Linked DNA regions of Mus musculus: regions 1, 2, 3, 4, 6 and 7 are each linked to region 5. Evidence: chromatin contacts called from public Hi-C and promoter capture Hi-C data. All regions are on one chromosome and are shown on one strand. Each heading gives the region's core, a stretch centred on a gene start, on an enhancer-like site or on the middle of the called end of the contact. The rest is flanking DNA. Distances are from core to core; before and after follow the strand shown.

Evidence for each region. Promoter capture Hi-C pulls out the DNA fragments that hold promoters and counts their contacts. Hi-C and Micro-C count contacts between places; a contact is called where the count stands out from the background. Capture Hi-C pulls out chosen DNA fragments and counts their contacts.
Region 1: a promoter capture Hi-C map of pre-B cells shows a contact between it and region 5, with 4 times the contacts expected there. The contact joins the promoter of Ift88 here to the promoter of Rcbtb1 in region 5. A contact is called at or near these places in 3 of 39 promoter capture datasets (hippocampal neurons, liver and pre-B cells), 2 of 115 datasets of contacts at active chromatin or transcription factors (astrocytes and embryonic forebrain) and 1 of 9 other capture datasets (adipose tissue).
Region 2: a contact with region 5 is called in a Hi-C map of B cells, with 6 read pairs. The contact joins the promoter of Xpo4 here to the promoter of Rcbtb1 in region 5. A contact is called at or near these places in 4 of 39 promoter capture datasets (hippocampal neurons, liver and pre-B cells), 1 of 484 Hi-C or Micro-C datasets (B cells) and 4 of 115 datasets of contacts at active chromatin or transcription factors (acute myeloid leukemia, astrocytes, embryonic forebrain and 1 more).
Region 3: a promoter capture Hi-C map of liver shows a contact between it and region 5, with 4 times the contacts expected there. The contact joins the promoter of Cryl1 here to the promoter of Rcbtb1 in region 5. A contact is called at or near these places in 5 of 39 promoter capture datasets (3T3-L1-derived adipocytes, hippocampal neurons, liver and 2 more), 1 of 115 datasets of contacts at active chromatin or transcription factors (astrocytes) and 2 of 9 other capture datasets (adipose tissue and liver).
Region 4: a promoter capture Hi-C map of liver shows a contact between it and region 5, with 4 times the contacts expected there. The contact joins the promoter of Mipep here to the promoter of Rcbtb1 in region 5. A contact is called at or near these places in 3 of 39 promoter capture datasets (the 3T3-L1 cell line, liver and pre-B cells).
Region 6: a contact with region 5 is called in a promoter capture Hi-C map of hippocampal neurons, with 7 times the contacts expected there. The contact joins the promoter of Il17d here to the promoter of Rcbtb1 in region 5. A contact is called at or near these places in 2 of 39 promoter capture datasets (hippocampal neurons and pre-B cells), 1 of 115 datasets of contacts at active chromatin or transcription factors (astrocytes) and 1 of 9 other capture datasets (adipose tissue).
Region 7: a promoter capture Hi-C map of pre-B cells shows a contact between it and region 5, with 3 times the contacts expected there. The contact joins the promoter of 1700039M10Rik here to the promoter of Rcbtb1 in region 5. A contact is called at or near these places in 5 of 39 promoter capture datasets (cranial neural crest, liver, pre-B cells and 1 more) and 1 of 9 other capture datasets (adipose tissue).

The regions. Positions count from the first base shown.
Region 1 is chr14:57,422,582-57,425,344 of GRCm38.p6, forward strand. Ift88 (intraflagellar transport 88) reads left to right here and starts at 1,490. Exons shown (of 26, transcript NM_009376.2): 1 at 1,490-1,606.
Region 2 is chr14:57,663,950-57,666,823 of GRCm38.p6, forward strand. It overlaps Xpo4 (exportin 4), which reads right to left and starts at 1,289. Exons shown (of 23, transcript NM_020506.2): 1 at 939-1,289. The coding sequence starts at 1,007.
Region 3 is chr14:57,396,877-57,399,849 of GRCm38.p6, forward strand. It overlaps Cryl1 (crystallin, lambda 1), which reads right to left and starts at 1,607. Exons shown (of 8, transcript NM_030004.3): 1 at 1,532-1,607. The coding sequence starts at 1,572.
Region 4 is chr14:60,783,239-60,785,986 of GRCm38.p6, forward strand. It overlaps Mipep (mitochondrial intermediate peptidase), which reads left to right and starts at 1,328. Exons shown (of 19, transcript NM_027436.3): 1 at 1,328-1,632. The coding sequence starts at 1,450. It overlaps Mipepos (a long non-coding RNA gene), which reads right to left and starts at 1,311. Exons shown (of 3, transcript XR_001781278.2): 1 at 1,235-1,311; 2 at 776-1,123.
Region 5 is chr14:59,199,634-59,202,505 of GRCm38.p6, forward strand. Rcbtb1 (regulator of chromosome condensation (RCC1) and BTB (POZ) domain containing protein 1) reads left to right here and starts at 1,595. Exons shown (of 12, transcript NM_027764.2): 1 at 1,595-1,951.
Region 6 is chr14:57,523,445-57,526,163 of GRCm38.p6, forward strand. It overlaps Il17d (interleukin 17D), which reads left to right and starts at 1,385. Exons shown (of 3, transcript NM_145837.3): 1 at 1,385-1,477; 2 at 1,860-2,155. The coding sequence starts at 1,463.
Region 7 is chr14:57,570,271-57,572,970 of GRCm38.p6, forward strand. 1700039M10Rik (RIKEN cDNA 1700039M10 gene) reads left to right here and starts at 1,344. Exons shown (of 2, transcript NR_152103.1): 1 at 1,344-1,415; 2 at 1,639-2,098. Eef1akmt1 (EEF1A alpha lysine methyltransferase 1) reads right to left here and starts at 1,312. Exons shown (of 5, transcript NM_026526.3): 1 at 1,273-1,312.

The sequences.
Region 1 (2,763 bases), core at 240-2,739, 1.8 Mb before region 5:
CCTCTGAGCTTTATATTGTTATATACAATTGCTTACTCAGTATCTCTTCTTGCACATTCTTTAGGCATCTGACACCTGATGTGTTCTCCCTCAAACCTGTTTTTCCTTTAGTGTTCTTCATGTTCACACATGGAACTCTTTCACTCCATACCCACTTCATGGGACTCAGGCTTGTCTGCTACCCATCCCACTTTATATGTAACTAATTACATATGTTGACAGTTTATTTGATAATTAGTGTGGGAACAAATAAGAAAATATGTTGCCTGATGAACCTTTATTTTAACAAAAACATAATGTCTTCTTCTCAGACAAGGACTGGGTACCCTGAATGTACAGTCATTTAAAAAAAAAAAAAGTTCAGTGCTGGACAATGGTGGCACACACCTTTAATCCCAGCACCAAGGAGTTTGAGGCTAGGCTGGTGTACAGAGAGCTCCAGGACATCCAGGGCTACACAGAGAAACCCCGTCTCAAAAGACAAGCAAACAAACAAACAAAAAAAAAAAAAGAAAAAAGAAAAAAGAAAAAGAAAAAGATTGACTCTAGTATTTATCTTTCTTTTTTGAAGTGCAGTAACTTGTGATTCCAGTATTTTTTCTTTCTATATTGAAGTGCAGTAACTTAAAATATCCCCATGATGTTCACTAATTAACGTAACAACTACTTATTGACACACAGTTGCCAGATACTGTCAGTTACTGTACGATATACCCCACTTGCAAGGTAACCTTCTGAATGCTGATACAACACACCTGGATCAGAGATAAAGAGGTTTAGTCTTCAAAACACACCAAGTAGCCCGAACCTGACCAATCTAATAGTTTGTCCCCTACATCTGTCCCCACCCCCATCCGTGGGAGGCTAAGGTGGATGTTACATATTCAATGACTTTCTGACACAACTGAACAATAAAGGTTAGTAAACTTCAGTTTTTTTATAACGGGCTTCAAGTCAACATGCCCAACATTTGCTCCGGAAAGAAATATTATTTTGTCTTTAAGACAGGGTGTCCCCTGCTGGTCTTGTACTCCTGAGCGTCATCTCTACTCCCATTGCAGATGTGCGTCATCATAGCTGGCATTACATTACCTTTACTTTTTAATTTTCAGATTAAATTTATTTAGAGAGAACCCAGACAGGATTAATATGACAAATTTATGGGACGACGCGTACAATTCTACGCAATGTTCCACAGAAAACAGTCTTCCAAGGTTCCCAAGCCGCGTAGTGGCTCTGGGACACATTCTATTCATCCGGGCCATCTTGCTCTGGTCTCCAGCTTTGGGGATGGCTGCCTCGGGGTTCACTCGACCTTGGTTTCCTTCTTGTGATTACTCCTACACCTGTAGCATCTCCTGGACCACCATAAACATTGGGCCAGCCTCGAGAATCACTCCGCTGTTGGCGGACCACAGGTCCCAGCAGCCCTGCACTTCCGGTCACGAGCTTCCGGCCTCGCCCACGCGGCGCGGAGGCCTGTGGGAGCGGCTTCCTTGGAGTCGCGCCTGGCAACGGCTGGGCGTCCCGCTCTGGCCTGCCTAGGATCAGGCGTCGCTTCTTCCCTCGGCCCACTCGTGGTCAGCCCGCTCCTCCTCGGCGCGAGGTAGGAGAAGCGCCCGGCCCCTCGCGGCCACCCTCCCTGCTGCCCTCTCCCTGCCCCGTGCGTGAGCGGCGGCGGGGTCGCGAGGGCAGGCGGGCTGGCGGCGCCCAAGCCCGGCTCCTGGCGACTGCGCTTCCGTAGCCAACACTTGGATGGTGCTCCTCTCAGGGGGTGGACTTCCCGCTCCACCCGGCACGGCTACCCGGGCTAATGTCACACGGCTTGGCGATGCCATGGCAGCAGTGAAACTTTTAGAGTTTCACAGTAGGTTACAGCGAACATTTCTAATACTTGCATCCGGTGAAGCTTTGATTACCTAGTAATCGGGAGTAAAAGCAAAAGTACAGAAAAGAATGAATAAATCACAGTCTTATAAAGATAAAAACATATCTTCTGGGAATTGATTCTAGGACACCCAGTTTCCCTGGATACCAAAGTTCCCAGGTGCTCTTTCACATATATACGATGGTATATTTGTATTGTATATAAGCCATTTTCCCATTTTTGTTATCTTAGACTGTTTATTGCTCTATAATTAATTGTTATGCCTAATTGTTCAGGGAATAATGAAAAGCACGCTCGGGAGGCTGGGGGCGGGGGGGGGGGGGGGGAGCCTGTGCATGTTCAGTTCAGATAAAAAATTTCTCCCAAATGTTTTCAGTTTCTAGTTGGTTGAATCTAAGGATGCACAGACAAAAGATATCTGACTACTGTTTTCCCAAAAGCCTAAAATTCCACTTTTCCTTTTTATCTTCAACTCTGGTTGGTAACTTTGGAGAAACTACAATAGGCATTTTGAGTGTGAACTGTATCAAGGTAGAAGTATATAAAAAGGACTTTGCCATGTAAAATAGTTTCACTGGCAATATTGAAGTGACAGCATCCCAAATTATTTTTGAACCACCTTGGAGAATATAGAAATACTGAGTTGTATTATTTCTTAGCCATTCATAGTTGTTAGTAAAGGATAATTCATTTACTATTTCCTAGCCTTGCTTTCTACATCTTTAAAATTTTGTGTATTCCACTATTGGTCTGTCTCCCAGGTGTGTGTGTGTGTAAATCTGGTTAAAAGCCAGAAGAAAGGTCTAGTTCTAAAAGCTGATTGTTTCAATACCTTATGAATAAACGAAAGTGAGATCAGAAGAGTTTGTAAGGAG
Region 2 (2,874 bases), core at 39-2,538, 1.5 Mb before region 5:
AGCTGCATTTAGTTGTTAAAATGTCTAAATCATTTCAAGTAATAAAATGGACATCTAATTTTAAAAACAAAACAAAAAACCCTACAAATGCAATCGTCATAATTTACAAAGAACGAAAGAAAGAAATCAGGCTGAGCCAGCAAGCATAAGACACACAGTTTACTAAGTAACGAAACAGTATCCTTCTCCTTACTTTTGCTCCCTATGTGAAATCCTGTTTATAATACCGACTCGTCCTGCTCAAACACCCTCACCAAACTATTTCGTGGTAGTTGTTAGACTTCAGCTAATAAGTACCTGGGAACCTGCCACAGAGTCAGTTTTCCAAAACGCGAAACCCACAAAGAGTAGGTCTTGAACCAAGTTTTGCCCCAACGACCTTGGTCCTAAAGATTAGCCTCTCTCCCTCCGGCCGGTCCGTCCACGTGCCGCCTGCTGCGGTTACCCAGAACAGTCTGCATGTCAGGCAAAGAGCTAGGGGACCCGATCCACAAGAGAACGAGGGTTGCTAACAGCACCCAGACTATGCCATCCCTCTCCTAACAGGATCAACTCCCCAGCGTCATGCACACAGTCCCAAGAATGTTCCCTAACCCAAGTCCTGCGGGGTTCACCCTGTGCCTTGCTCTGCTACCCAGTCTGCCTAGCGAGGTATGGAGCGAAGCTGGCGGCACAGGAAACTCTCCATCTTACACCACTACACCCCAGTGCCAGGCGGAGGAACAAGGCGGTCAGGGAAGGAGACAGCACTAGAAAGTAAAGAACCAAGGCAAGAGGAAAGTAGGATGGAGAATCCTGCGCCACGCCACCACCACCTCCACTTCAGGGTTCATCCCAAGGCCCTTCCTGGCCACCAACCCAGCGGACAGCAGGCCTGACCAGGGAGAGCCAGCCGGAGTCCCACTAATCCCCCGTTTCTCCGGACCCGGCGTCCTCACCATCAGAACTTTGGCCGCGTTCTCCAGCTGAGCGATCACTTCTGGGGGCCCCAGCGCCGCCGCCATCATGGTCTCTCTTCAATGACGCGCCATGCGCTGCATTCTGGGAGCAGGCGCCGCGGCCGGCCAATCGCCGCCGCGACCCCGGCGCCTCTCGCGCCTCCCGGGCTGTCGCAGCAGCCGTCGGCGTCGCGCCCCCAGCGGCCTGACGGGACCGCCGATTCCTGAGCAGCTGGAAGGAGACAAGCGTGAGCCCGGTCGCGGCGCTGGGAGGAGGGCGGCGGCAGCCGGCACCGGGCGAGGCCGAGCGGTTGGCTCTGTCAGCCGCGGCCGGGCATCCCGCGCGGGTCTGGGGCCTGCGCATGCGTGGTTCCCTGCTGGGTGCGGGCCGCGAGGTCCTGGACCGGAGCCGCGCAGCCCGTTAGCTGCGGGTTAAGGTTTGGGTGTCCTGCCCGTGCGGGAGCTTCCTCTCGCTCCCATAGGCTGTCCGGTGTGGAGCAGGATCTCTTAGCCTTGGAAGCGCTCTCCTAAGGGTGCGTCTACGCCCAGAATTCATGCCTCCCGCTCCGCGGTTCATTCCGCTGTGAGAAAAGGGCATCCGTGGACGAAATGCTTGGTTTTCTTGATTTTTGAAACCCTCTCCCTAACCACTTGGCTTCCTGAAGTCAGTAAGGGCTCAGCTGCCGCCAGCTTTGGACTTCAGGAGTTTATAATAGCAATGCTAAGTACAGAATCTGCGAGGAAAGGTGCGTTACAGTAACTTCAACGCGCTGTCTTCTCTCCGGTTCTTTAAGGTTTTGTTTTTCAAAGTCTACGTCCAGGAAAGTGATCCCGACATCAGCTAGTTCAATGTTCAAAAGGTGGTCTAGTTGAAGTATTTGTATGTTTCGACCTGACAGCTCCATTTTCTGAGTTTTGTTGACTGCCTGTTCTGCTTTCTGGGGAAAATCCACGTTTTTGAGTTCCTTCTGTAGACTTCCTGGTTTTCCCAGAGATTTGTAAGTCTGCCCTCCGCCCCTTTGAGGTTTTGTGTCTTCGAAATAGAATTGCATTAATTTTTAAATGATTTATTTTTTATTTTATGTGCATTGTTTTGTGTGCATGTATGTCTGTGTGAGAGTGTCAAATCCCCAGCAACTGGAGTTACTGATGATTGTAAGGGTGCTGGAACTGAACCTGAGTCCTCTGGAATTGCAGCCAGTGCTTTTAACCACTAAGCTATCTCTCTATTACTATTGTTTCTATTGAAACAAATGTAAATTCTTCTCTTCACCCCACCCACTCTCAGTGCCTTTATTTATTTATTTTATATGTAAATACACTGTAGCTGACTTCAGACTCCACAGAAGAGGGCATCAGATCTCACTATGGATGGTTGTGAGCCTCGATGTGGTTGCTGGGATTTGAACTCAGGACCTTCAGAAGAGCAGTCAGTGCTCTTAACCGCTGAGCCATCTTTCCAGCCCCTTTTCTTGTGTTTTTAACAGGATTTTTCTATTCACGCTGTAGACCAGGCCAGCCTCAAACACAAAGATCCACCTGCCCTCTGCCTCCTCAGTGCTGGGATTAAAGGCATGGCCAATCGGTTTTTTGTTTGTTTGTTTGGATTTTTTTGACTTCTCTACTATTTTTGAGAAGTAAATTAATGAGATTTTTTTTTTTTTGCTTGAGAAATAAAAGTGTCTTTCATTTCATTACCAGATGACAAAATTAGTTGAAGTGCTGTTAATGGTGGTTTTCCTGTTGAGATTTGTGTGAACAGGGGCCAGCCAAATGGCTCAGCAGATAAAAGAACTTTCAGTACTAGCCTGAGGACCTAACTTCAATCCTAAAGTGCATAGCAAATAGAGAGAACTGACTGTAAATTGCCCTCTGACCTCTGCACTTGTCTGCCTTCATGCATCCGTAACATACACTGTGCTAGTTAGTTTTTGTC
Region 3 (2,973 bases), core at 357-2,856, 1.8 Mb before region 5:
GGCATTGATTTACATTCTGGGCGCCATCAGTTAAAACGGATATTCCCATGAGTCACCCATGGGGCCCTGAAAGATAGAGACGGTCAGTGATAGGACAGAAATAAAGTTGATAGAGATGAGATAAGATGGTAGAAGATAGGTAGTAGATATAATATAGATAGATAGATGATTGACTGACAGCTGGATAAGCAAATGAGAAAGAAGGACGGGGAAGGATGAGGGAGTAAGCAGAAGACAGAATTTCCACATTAGAAAACAATAGCTCAGGTCATCTTGTGCTCCTTAAGATGTCCCGGCCCCCTTCTAGTTCCCTGTCCATGAGCTCAGAAATAACTGACTGTTGAGTCTCTCCTTGGGAGTCTATGAACCACCCACAGCCAGACGAATGCAAAATCCAGTCAAAATCCCACATGACACCTGTCAGGTGCAGGCAGAGATCTACTTCCCAACGGAGACCTGCAAAAACCTAGCCCGTGACACCAGTGGCTCTCACAGAAGGCGAGGCAGCACAGTTCACCACAGGAGCAAAGTGCACACTTTTGATATTTCTTGACCATTCAACCACAGGCAACCACGGGAAAGGACAAAGGTACAGCTAATTCTGCAGTTCTGTAAGAGAGAAAATAGCAACAGCATTCTGACACCTCCCTCCAAAGAACTCTCAAGGAAAAAGCCTGAACTTGGGACTGGTCTGCAGGCAGAACAACAAGTAGCCAAAACTATAAGCAGGGACATGAAGCCACTCCTTTAATAGCTACCAACCAATACTAGTTATTATGTGTTGCTACACGTTGATAGACTTTCAGACAGCTAGGCAATGAAAGATATTCTAAGCGTTCTTATTTTTTAAAAAAAGAAGCAATAAGGAGAAAGGGGAATCATGAGAACAGAAATTGGTGTGTCAGATGAACTTGGGCTGTTAAAGTGACTCAGCCTCCTGCCTTGGGACACATACACACAGGAAAGCAGGGTGCCTTGACTGACAAGGTTTCTGCCTCGAGAGATTTAGCCTAGCCCAGTGGTGCATGCGAACCAGCCTCCTTGCCAACCCAGGCCAATAGTTATCCGTTAGTTACTATCATCTTGGTAAAACTCTTGTCTGCGTTCTTAATAAGAATAAGCTGCTTTCACGCTGGGGTATTTGGCAGGAGGATCAAGAGTTCAAGGATAGCCTCAGCTAACCTAGAAATTTTGAGGCCAGGATGAGCTACACAAGACCTCCGTCTCAAAAGCATAAGAACACAGTTTTCGCAGGTTCATTGCTAGTATTCAATGATGCCAGGCACCTCTGGCCTGCGCTGACAAAAGTGACCCCGCACCGATTTAAGGCTCTCCTTACTGCTTGGCTAAGCCACGGCCACCACCTAGTCTACTGCCAGACTAGCTTCGGAGCCCAAGTGCGAAGCGCCTGGAGGAGCGAGGTACAGCCTGATGCCCACCCGAGGCACCCACGGCCGCCCGCGGGAGGTCCCGCGTTCGGGACGCTGCCAGGGCGCCAGCCATTGCAGCACGGCGCCACTGAGACCTTTACCTGCCTACGATCACCACCCCGCCCGCTGCTGGGGACGCCATGGCAGATCCGGGCCTGGCTGTACAGCTGCGTTAGCGGAGGGAGCGAGCAAAGCAGAGCGGGTCGCGCGCCAGAATAAGGCTGGGCGCCTGGGTGGGCGTGCCCAAACCTCATGAGGACTATCCCATTGGCTGACAAGCTCCGGGGAGGGGCCAAGGCGCAGGAGAGGCGGAGCCCTCGGGGAGAGACTTCAGGAAGGCCACTGGGCTCTAGCACCGGGGAGCGTGGGACGGTGGATGCAAACAGGGAAGACCAGACACTTCTGAGCTGAGCAATTTTTATTTTTAAGTTTCTAACAGGAAACCATTAAACCATGAGCGGATACTGCCAGGTTGGCGCAAAGGTTCACCCCAGAGACACTTTCAAGAAAATGTTGCTTTAAAGACGTTAGCACCAGTTTGTCACTTTAAGGACTTTTGTTCCACTGTTTACATTCTACTCTACACTGGAAATCCAGGTCTGGTGAGATACCTGCAGCCTGGCTTCACTGATGTGAACGGAGGCCCGGATACTTAAGGGACAAGCTACAAATGGAAACTCCGGATATGTTACTCTGAGAAACGGAAGGACGAATTTGAATTCCTTGTAGCGTACCACAGCTTCTGTGTGCCTTACTTCCTCCTTCCAGAGGCGTGCAGTGCCAAATGTGTTAGGAAAAGAAAAAGAAAAACCAAGCAGGGCGTGATGGAATGCACCTGCTCTCGCAAAACCTGGGAGGCTGAACCGGGAGTTCCAGCCAGGCTACATTCAGAGACAGCAAGACCCTGTTGCAAAAAAAAAAAAAAAAAAAAAAAAGGCTAGTGCCCTGATTACACTTGGGTCTGAGACCAGAGAACGAGAGGCATTACACTGCATGACACAAGTTTTGTGCCCACAATCGGAAGTGGAAACACTTTGAGGCCAGCAGTTTGGGAAAAGCTGAAATCAGAACACACTCACACTGACAGATTCAGGAGAGTAGACACTTGCCTTATTCCCACCACCTTGTCAGGGATTCGGAAAGAGAAACCTCTGAGGCAGTCAGGTTTTTAAACAGTTCCACAAATTATCAATAAACATTTGAAGATGCCGAGCCCCGTTTAAATGAGATGAAAAGTGGCACGAGGAAAACACCTTTTACCCATCAGATCGGCCAAATTACACTGATGGCCAGTCCCTCTCTGCAAGGGAGAGTGTACTGACTGGTTTTGTGTCATCTTGACACAAGCTGGAGTCATCAGAGAGGAAGGCTGCTCAGTTGAGGAGATGCCTCCATGAGATCCAGCTTAAGGCATTTTCTCAACTAGTGATCAAGAGGGGAGGGCCCATTGTGGATGGCCAGTAGGCAGCTCCCTATATAGCCCCTGCATCAGTTCCTGCCTTCGGGTTCCTGCCCTGCTTGAGTCCCTGACCTGACTTCCTTC
Region 4 (2,748 bases), core at 78-2,577, 1.6 Mb after region 5:
CTATAAAGCAGATATGACTGCCACCCCTCACGTCACCTTCTGCAGGAGAGATGACTGCACCTTCAAAAGAAAGCTCTGCTTCCGGCAGGACCCTACACCCTGAACCACGGTGGTGTGGCTGTCCTTCCTCTGGAGAAGGCTAGGGGTGTAGAAAGACTTCCCCAAGCTTTCCCAAGTCTGCACTGTCATTTCTACTTTCCCGGGCACTCGACCACAATTTCCCAATGCCCTCCCTCCCAGCCTCTGCCTTCCTTTCATTTTCGCAGTAGGACATTTCACATTAGTCCTGTCTGTACTGATTTAGATTTTAGACTATCGTGATGAGACACTGGGAGTTAGATCGACTCCCTGGTGGGCAGGCAGAGAGAAAGGGGGGGGGGGACCATGGCTAGGTGATGATGGTGGTGAATCTCCAAGATGCCCAGCTTCTTCCTCAACCTACCGTTTTCCTCTCCCACCACCAGACCCCATTGCTGATGGACCTGCTCAATGAAGTCAAGACTGGGTCAGGACATGTCACACAACAGTTCTGGGCCAACCAACCACCCTAGATTTCTTCAAACTCTCCAGCCCTAAATTAGGAGCAGAAGGCTCTGCAGAGGCTTAAAATAATAATAATAATAATAATAATAATAATAATAATAATAAACCCAGCCCCTGAGAGGAGTCTCTCTCTCTCTCTCTCCCTCTTTTTCTCTCTCTCCAGCTTTCTGAGTCCCCTTTGCAGAGAGTCTTTTTCTGTGTGCCTGTTGCAGGAAACACACACCTCACTCACCTTCCTTCTACTCCTAATTCTGTCCACGATGCTTAAGATTTCTCTGCTGCTCCATGCTGGTCTTCAGATTTTTCCTGCCTTTTAATTCTTCGGCTGGCAGAAACAACAAACCTGACCAAGACTCCTAGACTATATCATTCCAAAACCCTTAGACCGTATCAATAGTTTCCAAAGTCAAAATAGATGATAATTCTCCAATAGTTAATTCACATGGCTATACACAACCATAGCTGGTGGGCATGCAGACATGGAAGTGACTTCAACAACTTTTGGAGAAGACAGGTGCCTTGGATTTCGACTGCTTGTGGTTTCTTCTGGATCCTTTCACGCGCCGCCATTGAGTCTCCTCTGAGAATCAAGAAAGCATCAAGAAAGCATCTTGAGTTCTCACATTCATTCCTGGCACCTGTAAAAAGTTCCAATGCCTGACCCGACTTCCTTCTCCCTGTGCCCTAGTACCACTGTCAAACTCAAATCCAGGACGTTTCTTCCTCCAGACACACGAGGGCGCTACGAAACTGGAGCTGCTCAGAAGGCGTGGAGGGCGACGCTCTTCCTAACGATTGTTAGCGTGCTCAAGTCCGGGTCTGCCCTGCGAGTTCCGCGGCGTGGGCTGCTGCCTTGGAAACGCGGGGCGCGCGCTTCCCGAGCCTGGCAGAGCCGGGGTCCGGAGGATGCTGCTGGCGGCCGGGGCACGGTACGCCCGCCGGCTGTGCGGCCGGGGAGCCGCGGCGGCTCTGCAGGGACGCACAGGCCGGAGCTGCGCCCGGGACGTCAGTACTAGCTGGTCCCCGGTGGGCGCCGCCTTCAACGTCAAGCCCCAGAGCCACCTATGGAACCTGTTGGGGGAGCGCCGGGTGAGCGTGCCGTGGGTCTGGGCAGCGCGGGCTCCGCGTCTGGCTGAAAAGGGACTGTGCCGGGATAAGCGCACCCCGGAGCGGCTGACCCAGCGGCAACTCAGCCTTTCCTCTACTCAAGCTCCATTCTTTTCCTTCTGGCTTCAGAGTTCACATTTGCCCTTGGCTTTGTAACGACACTCTTGCTTTGAAAACTCCATCACACCTTAATTGTCCACTTCAGGCTGCTCTGAAACAACCTGTTAAACTAGGCATAGTGGCTCTTGTAAGACAGTCTTGATAGGTAGAGGCAAGAGGGTACAAAAGACAGTCCTTTGGGCTCCGAACTGACTTTGAGACTAGCCTGAGTTGCTTAAGAACCGGCGGTAAAACAGAAAGCACCTACAGAACCCTACTGAGAAAAATCAGATTTCCTGTCGTGCTTTGTAGTTTATTGCATAGCCTACGAAGTCATCAGAATTGCTTGGCTATTTCTACTCTGCCCTTGGTGGTGTTGGACACTTGATAATGAATGAGGAAAAGGCAGGAAGACTGAGGAAAGATTTTTGTCCTAAAACAATGATTTTTCAACCCTTCTAATGCTGTGACTCTTTAATACAGTTCCTCCCGATGCGGTGACCTCAAACCATAAGATTATTTTGTTGCTATTTCACAACTAATTGTGCTACTGTTATGAATTATAAACATCTGATATATGAACCCCCAGGTGGGTTCTAAAAGTGTTTTTTTATTTTTTTATCTTTTCACTGTTGGGCAGCTTTCTAAAGACAAGTCTGGGATATAGCTTCATTGTACTTCATGGCATATCTCTGTGTTTAACTTTGTCTATTTGAAAGTTCTTTCTTATTATATAAATTTTCCTCCAAAACCCATAAAGGTCGATGATGCTGGTATTAGTGGAGTTGGTGTTGGAAGTGCCTTTTAGCAGAAAGATAAGCTTGGTTTTGGGTGGATGAAATAGAACTGATTTCACCTGTATTTTAAACCATTGTTTAGTGTGTGTGTGTGTGTGTGTGTGTGTGTGTGTGAATGCATGCAGGTCTGGAAGGCGCAGGCCAGAGGACAGCCTTTCCGGATCTGTAACCTTCAACCTTTTGGAGGTGGAGTCTCTCTTGG
Region 5 (2,872 bases), core at 345-2,844:
ATCCTACAAAACATCTGGGATAGAAGTAAGGTGGTGTTCTAAGGACAGATACACTCAGACCTTATAGTTCATTGGTATTCTAACCTTCTTACTAGAAAATATTTCCATAAAAAAGGAATACTGTCTCTCTGTAGGCAACCTTCAGCACAAACATTAATTGTACTCTATTTGCAGCTGCAAAACGCTTCAGAAAGACTCTGTGGTAAGGGACTCCTTTCTTCCCTATGTTCCCATAATTTTCCATTTCTATCCTCCCTCAAGTCTACCAAATTTCCATATTTTTGGTGTTGCTCTTCCATTGGCTGATAGTGAGAGTCTAGTCAGTTCTCAGTTATTGTAGTAAGACCATATAGCCCTGTTATGAAGAGTTCATAATATGTGAGATCAGGTAACAATAGATACTTAATCTCTTAGATGCAGAGTAATACATTTACCTGCATTGTGAATTTTCTGTTTTGAGTATGTAGTATTATAACTAGAGGAGTAGTTGTAGCTGAGGCTGTCTCAATGAACTTTTACAACAACTGAAGATGTTAAGTCTGCAAGAAGAATAGATGGTGTCTGACCTCAATTTTGAAAGATGAGAGACCGATGAATATTTTGGGAAATGTTAGGAAAAAAAAAAAAAAAACCAGAGCCAGAGTCATTAAACTGGTAAAAACAGATTTTACCCAGGGACTAGTACAACAGAAAGAAACATTAGGGTATAAAATAGGGCTCAATTTCTATATTGCAATAATTTCTAAGTAAAATCTGTTTTTAACCTCTTCCTCCTGTTTTTTCTTTGAGAAAGGAAATGGTGATTCTGAACATTTGAGATCAAGGCAAAAGAATGAACAAACCCTGAGAGGCCTACAGCAATTTAAGGTATATATATATATATTTAAAAATGTAATCCACCGAAAGTACTCAAGAGAAACAAGAATTCTCTATAGGGGGGAAGCACGTTGTAGTTACTATGTGCTGACAGAAAGGTTTTTGGACCGCATCTGCTTAGTGGTAAACAGAAAACAAAGGGGATTTGTATTTACCGCTGGGACCTGAAAAGGGAAAGGTGAGTCTAAACAAGATAGCTTGAATGTTGGGGTGCCAAGTGTAGACTTTGGTCTCTAGTGCCAAATGGGAGAGCCTAGGGCGGTAGGGGACTTTACAACTGATAAGCTTCTTCTGATAGACGCACAAAGCACAAAGCACAAAGCGGCCGCTCCCTTCCGGACCTCAGTTGTACCCGCTTAACACAAGAAAAGTTCTGGGCAGAGAGAGAGCTTTCAGCAGCCTTGCCTCTGCCCTCCTGACCTAGGCGTCCTGGCCTTCCTCGGACCGGGCAGAGACACGTGTCCTGAAGACCAGCGGCCTGGGATGGGCGGAGCGGGAGGAAGGCCACGCTCTGCTGCCATCCTGGGACGCCTTCGCCTTCCGGTCCTCGCGGGAGCCACTACGGCGCCCCTGCGCTGCGCCAGCAGCCCGGTCTACAACCAAACCCGAGCGGGAACCTGAGCAGACAGAGGGCGCGCGCTGCGCGGGGCGCTCCGGTGTCACGTGACGCGACCCGCCCACGTGACCGGCGGCCCGGGCGCTTGTGCTCGCTCCCGGTTTTGGGGGGGAGGAGCCGGCTACGGCTAAGGCGGCGGCGGCGCAGCGGAGTCAGGGCCTGGCCGGGCGGCCTGACAGGTAGAGCGCTGCAGGGCGGCGGTGCGGGCGAGCGAGCAGGCGAGCCGGACAGGGCCTTGTTCGGCCGCTGGCTGCTGAGTCCGCGCCCTCCCGAGGGCCGTGCGCACCAGGCGCGTTCGCGACTCCCCGGCGACGCGCACCCCGCACCGGGCACCCGCGGATTCCGTCTTGCGGGCGCTTCCCCCAGGTGTGCGGCGAGCCGAGTACGTGGCGTTGCCCGCGGCCTGCCTCTGAGGAGCTGCGCTGTCCGCCCTGCGGGGGAGGAACCCGGAGCACGCAGGTTAGCGGTGGGAGGCTGACTGCTGCAGAGCGCCGAAGCCGAGGGTTGCAGTTTTATAAGACAATACAGCTTGCTTTTAGAAACATTCATAGTCTCCCTCGCCTCTGCCCCGTTACTGCTACGAGGATTAAAGCTCGTGGTGGGCAAAACAATCGGAGTTTCTGAGACTGGCGTGCGCTGTAGCGGGCGTAGCATCAAAAGCAAGAAATGCTGGCAGGCATGAGATGATGCTTACGGGACCCTTACGGGAGTTTAGAGTGTCTTTTAAATTTTGACTTCAATTTAAATCACAACAGGATTTAGGTTCTCTTCTTCTGTGGCCTGGGTTTTACTCCATTGTGTGAATACCAGTACTTCGGGGCGGGTTTTTTTTTTTTTTTTTCCTTTCCCCCTCTTTGTGCCTATTGAAGAGGAAGTGATGCGTTAATCTTTGAAGTGTTTCTTCTGTGATTTTTAAGTCTTATGATCCGAAGTGTTAAGTTCTACGAATCTCAGAACATATACAGGAAACCAAAGCTATGAAGCTCGTAGCTTAAATTTTGTGTTCTAAGGTTTTAAACTGAGTGCCTGTGTGTACCAGAAAGTGAGAAGTCTGGGGTCTTTATCCGAGAGTCATGCAATTGAATTGCTCTTTCTGCATTTGGTACTTAAAAGGAAGCATATGAAACAAAGGTTGGGCCTTCATGCGTTTACAGGCCTGACAAGACATTGAAATACATTTTCTTTCTTAACTAGGATCTATAGTTAAAAAATTTTAAGACAGTACATTACCTTATATGTATCCAGAGATGTGATAAAAACTGCTGGACTTTAACTAGAATAGATTTCCTAACATGTCAGTTAATTAATCTACTATGTAATTTGGCTCACAATATAGACGAAAAATTTCAAGTTTTCAAGTATATCTAGGCCACAATATAC
Region 6 (2,719 bases), core at 135-2,634, 1.7 Mb before region 5:
AGGCATAGAACCTGGGCCACCCCTAGAACACAACAACCCATTTACCCACCGAGACATCTCCCCAGCCTCAAGTCTGGAATAATTATTAACATGTTTGTATCTTCATAAAATGCTCAGATCTGGGAACTTTTTATTTAATCTGCACCTATTTATAGCCTTTGCTCCCCTGTTTAATCACAAATGAATCTTATGCTCTACTCAGTTTAAGTTTTCAGTAACTGGAGGCTTCCACAAACTGGTCAGACACTGGAAGGTACTTTGTTGATTAGCACAGTGAGTAGTTCCGTGGAACTCTGGTAATGACAAGCTCGCCTCGAAAATACTCCTACGCTGTACCTTTCAAATGGAAAATTAGTAGTACTTGAGTGCTGATGTCTTTATTCCCGTTTTTTTACTAGGAAGGAGACAACGTTAACAATTTATGTGCGAGTCAAAGTGTTTCATAAACCCAAATGTGTTTACTAGGAATTGTAAAATGTTTTAAGCTGTAAGGTTTGAAGGGACTTTTAAAGGTAGAGCCGCTACAAAGTATTTCAGTTTTAAAACATTGAAGGCAAGTGTTTTTCTGCATAGCAGAACTGAAACGCAGTTAACCACTGGTTTACAACTTGGTTAAAACCCAAAGCTGCAAGCCGTTTTAGGGAGTCAAAAAAATATTTTGCACACTTTCAAAAAGCGTTCAGCTAGTCTCAGCCATTTCTCTTTATTCTCAAAGCGTAAATGCTCAAAAGTAATCATATTCACTAGCTGGATGCCTGGTAAGCAAGGCATTTAAATAATGAACAAGTAAGTGAGCAAGCTCTCTTCAGATTCAATAGAGTCCTTCATTTGAGCTGATTCCCCTTAATTTATTCACAGAACTTTAGGCTCATTTTACATGTCTGCTCACACAATTAATTACCATGATTGAGTTCTCCAACACTGTAAAACTAGACCAAGAGATGCCCATTTACAGCATGTGTCAGGTGGGGGAGGGTATTTATTACTCGGCCCTTAGCTGAATAAGAGGCATGGAGTCATTTTATGAGTATTTAAGGGAAAACAGCCTCCTTCTAGCCTAACAGAACATAACTGTTTTTTAATCTCTTGTATAATTCTTCGAACTATGAAATCCCAGAAGAGGAAGTGGTCGCAAGAAGGAGAGTCCTTCTAGGTTGGAGTTCATTCATTTCCAAGTGGCCTGTCCAGCTCCTGGACCGCTTCAATGTCTAGAGAAATCCGTTTCCTCTGAGCCAAAGTCGGCCTCTCGACTGCATCCCCGAGGCCCCACTGGTCCGTGCCGAGGCGTCGAGGCCAGTCACCACCTCCTCCTCCTCCAGCCAGGCGGACCGCCAGTCCACTTCTGTAGGGGCGACACCCAGCCCGCAGGCCACACGCCCCGCGTGTGCGGCGCCCTTATTTACTTCGCAGAAGAGCCTTCAGCCCCCCTCCTAACAAGTCTGGAAAGCATCACGGCGACGCGATGTTGGGGACACTGGTGAGCGCCCTCGGGGGTACCGGCGAGGCATGGCCGAGGCCGGGCTGGGGCAGAGGGACGGGGGGAGGACGGCGGGACGGCCCGGAGAGGCGTCTCACAGGCACTCGCAGCCCGCCGCGCAGCAGCCCGGCAGGCACACGCACACGTGCACGCGCGCCCCGCACCCGCCCCCCGCGCGGGCTCCGGCTCTGGGCGGCGGCGGCGGCGGGGGCCGGGGGCGCGCGGGCCGGCGGCGGGCCGGGCCCCGGGGACCGCGCGGGCGGCGGGCGGGCGGGGACGGCGCTCGGGGGCCGGCCCGCGCGGCGCCCATGCTCGGGGAGGGCCTCACGGTGTGCGGAGCGCCGGGCGGGTCCCGCGACGCTGAGCTCGGCCTGTCCCGCAGGTCTGGATGCTCGCGGTCGGCTTCCTGCTGGCACTGGCGCCGGGCCGCGCGGCGGGCGCGCTGAGGACCGGGAGGCGCCCGGCGCGGCCGCGGGACTGCGCGGACCGGCCGGAGGAGCTCCTGGAGCAGCTGTACGGGCGGCTGGCGGCCGGCGTGCTCAGCGCCTTCCACCACACGCTGCAGCTCGGGCCGCGCGAGCAGGCGCGCAATGCCAGCTGCCCGGCCGGGGGCAGGGCCGCCGACCGCCGCTTCCGGCCACCCACCAACCTGCGCAGCGTGTCGCCCTGGGCGTACAGGTGAGCGGGCCCGAGGGGAGGGGCGGGGCCTGCAGAACAGGTGGGTGGGGCAGGGTGGAGTCCGTTGGAGGGCGGGGCCGAGGGGCGGGGCGGAGCACGTGGTGGGCGGGGTCGGGTGGGGCCTGGGCGGGGCCCGGCTGCCACTGGAGCGGTATAGGTGGACGGTGCTTGAAGGAAGGGGTCGTGAGGGGGATCGGGTGGGATCGGCTGGAGCGGGAGGGGAGTGGCAAGACGGTCGGGTGGTGCTATGGAGATGGTGTAGTGCCCGAGGGGCGGGGTCTGAGGAGCGGACGGAGGTGATGGGTGGGGCCGGGTGGAACTACTGGGATGAACCACGGGGGGCAGGCCAGGTAAGGCGGGTGTCTACTGGTCCTAGAGCTCAGGGAGGGGCTAGGAGAGGCAGATGGTATAACTAAATTGGGAGCGATTGGTTTCTACAAAGGTCTGTCACGATCTTTGAAGAAATGCTGCTTCTGTATTTGTTATGCAATAAATACCAATTCTCTGCCAGATACACCATGAAGAACCAGGCCACATGACCCTTTTTTACAGGAGGCCTGTAGG
Region 7 (2,700 bases), core at 94-2,593, 1.6 Mb before region 5:
TCAGCAGCGGCAGCAGCAGCAGGGATTCTTCATTTCTATAAAAATCTTCTAGTTCTAGTCGGGCGTGGTGGTGCACGCCTTTAATCCCAGCACTCAGGAGGCAGAGGCAGGTGGAGTTCTGAGTTCGAGGCCAGCCTGGTCTACAGAGTGAGTTCCAGGACAGCCAGGGCTACACAGAGAAACCTTGTCTGGAAAAACAAAAAAAAACAAAACCAACCCCCCCCCCAAAAAAAAAACCCAAAATCAAAACAAACTTCTATTCCCATGCATCAGATCTACGAAAGCAACAACAAAAAACTAACAATACTGTATGTCAGAGTATCTAAGTACCTTCTCCAAGATATTTAGGTCAAGAGAGTTTAAGCCAGCAGAAAGAGAATGAAACAAAGTTTCTTTCCAGAGTCGTTAGTAAACTGCAGGAAGGGTAGCTGTACTAGTAGGCGAATAGAATGACCTGTCAAGTATGCTCAACCTGCGGCTCAGAGACAGGCACCCACAGTCACTAGAAATGACATTGTTCTCAACTTGTTTGTTCCCTGAGCGTGAACTCTGTAGATGACAATGCCTGGCAGATATTCTCTAAGTAATCTTATTGATTCAAGACAGTTGTGTTGCCTTGGCTGTCCTAGAACTTGCTCTATCTATCTACCTATGAATGAATGATAGGATTTCTTTGTGTAGCCTTGGCTGTCCAGGAAAATTCTCTGTAGACCAGGCTGGCCTTGAACTCAGAGATCTGTCTGCCTGTGCATCTCGAGTGTATAAAAATCGTGTGCTTTCATTTTCATACAAGTCTCTGCCTGAGGGAAGTCCTTCACTTCCTAAATACTGTTTATTATTTAAAGAAAGATTGTTGGGTGTGGTGACACGGGAAAAATGAGGGATCAATGAGTCTGAGTTCGAGGCCAGCCTGGCTATACAGTGAGACCATCTCAAAATAATAAATCCCACCATGACCTGAGATAAAACTTGCACAGAGAAAGCAAGCCACAAACACACAACAAGGTAAGTTTGGATGAACAGCCCGGCCAGCCAAACCCCATGCTAAGGCTCAAGGCTTCCTCGTGTCCATGCATATATATCCCTTCCCCAGGCACCATTCCGACCGGACCACTAAGGACTTGTTTCCGGCTCAAGATGTCCAAGAAGAAGGACCCCGCAGAGACGAGGCCCCTACTGGGAAAGTCTCCAAGGGTCAGTATGGACCCGGTTCGGAACCCACCCAAAACATCCCTTGACCCTCCGCCGCCACACTCCGTGGCCGCCACTCACCACTGACGCATGCGCAGTCGTCACAGTGCGGGGGTGGGGTGAGGGTTGGCGGGGACCTCCGCGTTTGCGCTGGTGCAGACCAGACGGTGGGAGCCAATGAGCGTCTAGTCCCGCCCAGTCAGCTTCCGGCTTCTACAACCCAGGTTTTAATTAGGTTGCGGTAGTCTGGCTGTTTGGTACTTTGGAGTCAGTCTTAAACCTTTCAAACCAATTAGTCTTTCAGAGCTTTCAGTGTTGAATTCACAGTATATGAACACATATTTTACCAATCTATCATGGTAGCTGGCACACAGTTTTCCTTAATCAAAACTAATGCTCCCTTTGATTCGGCAATTCTTAAATCACATGTAATCTTTTCTTTCCCAGGGACAGGCAAACTTCACTATGTTCCTGCTGTTCGGTTCTCTCTTTATCGATTTCCTGATCTGGCTGAAGGGCTTTAAATCACCGCTCAGATGCTGACGCCACTCAAAAAGCAGCTTGATAATGAACTGTCACAATTTCTACATACAGTAGTGTTTCGTCTGTAGAAACCCATACTTCATTTTGATTTCGATTTCTCTAAACGAATGACTACTCTATTAAACCAAATAGATCAAATCAAGTGTAACTTATCAAAATGGCAATCAAGAAAAAAAAACTATTGAAAAGGAAGAAACCATCTACTTATAAGACTCAAAAAAACCTGTTTTAAAGCAAACTATTTTGCACCTAATTTTTTAAAGCTTCCATTCCTTTTAAGTATGTATGCCACAATGATTATCTTCGTGTATTCAATTATATGCTATTTTTAAATATTAAAGTGTCTGAAGACACAAGAAAGCTCTACCTTTTTGGTTTTTTTTCAACAAGAGTTTCTTGATGTAGTTCTGGCTGGCCTGTATACATTGTAATTAAATGTTTCTCACAGATCATAAAATTAGTATCAAAGACAAACTAGTCTTTATTGAAGTGAAAAAGTTTTTCAGTCAAATTGGATCCAAAAGATGCTTTCAAATCACATTTTTTTTTAATAATTATTTATTATATGTAAGTACACTGTAGCTGTCTTCAGACACTCCAGAAGAGGAAGCCCGATCCCATTACAGATGGTTGTGAGCCACCATGTGGTTGCTGGGATTTGAACTCAGGACCTTTGAAAGAGCAGTCGGGTGCTCTTACCCACTGAGCCATCTCACCAGCCCCCCACATTTTAATTAAGGAATTATTTCTTTTATATTTAGTAATGGTGCTGAGAGAATACCTTGGAAGATCTCTTAAGATAGAAATATGTGGTCCTGGGTCCCTAGTGGTCAGGGGAGACAGGTAATTCTCTGTGAGCTTAAGGTTTAGACTACACAAGTTTATGGAGAGCAGGACTACATACGAAGACTCTGTCTCATAAAAACAACAAACTAACAGACTAACTAACTAACTGAGTTTTTCTTT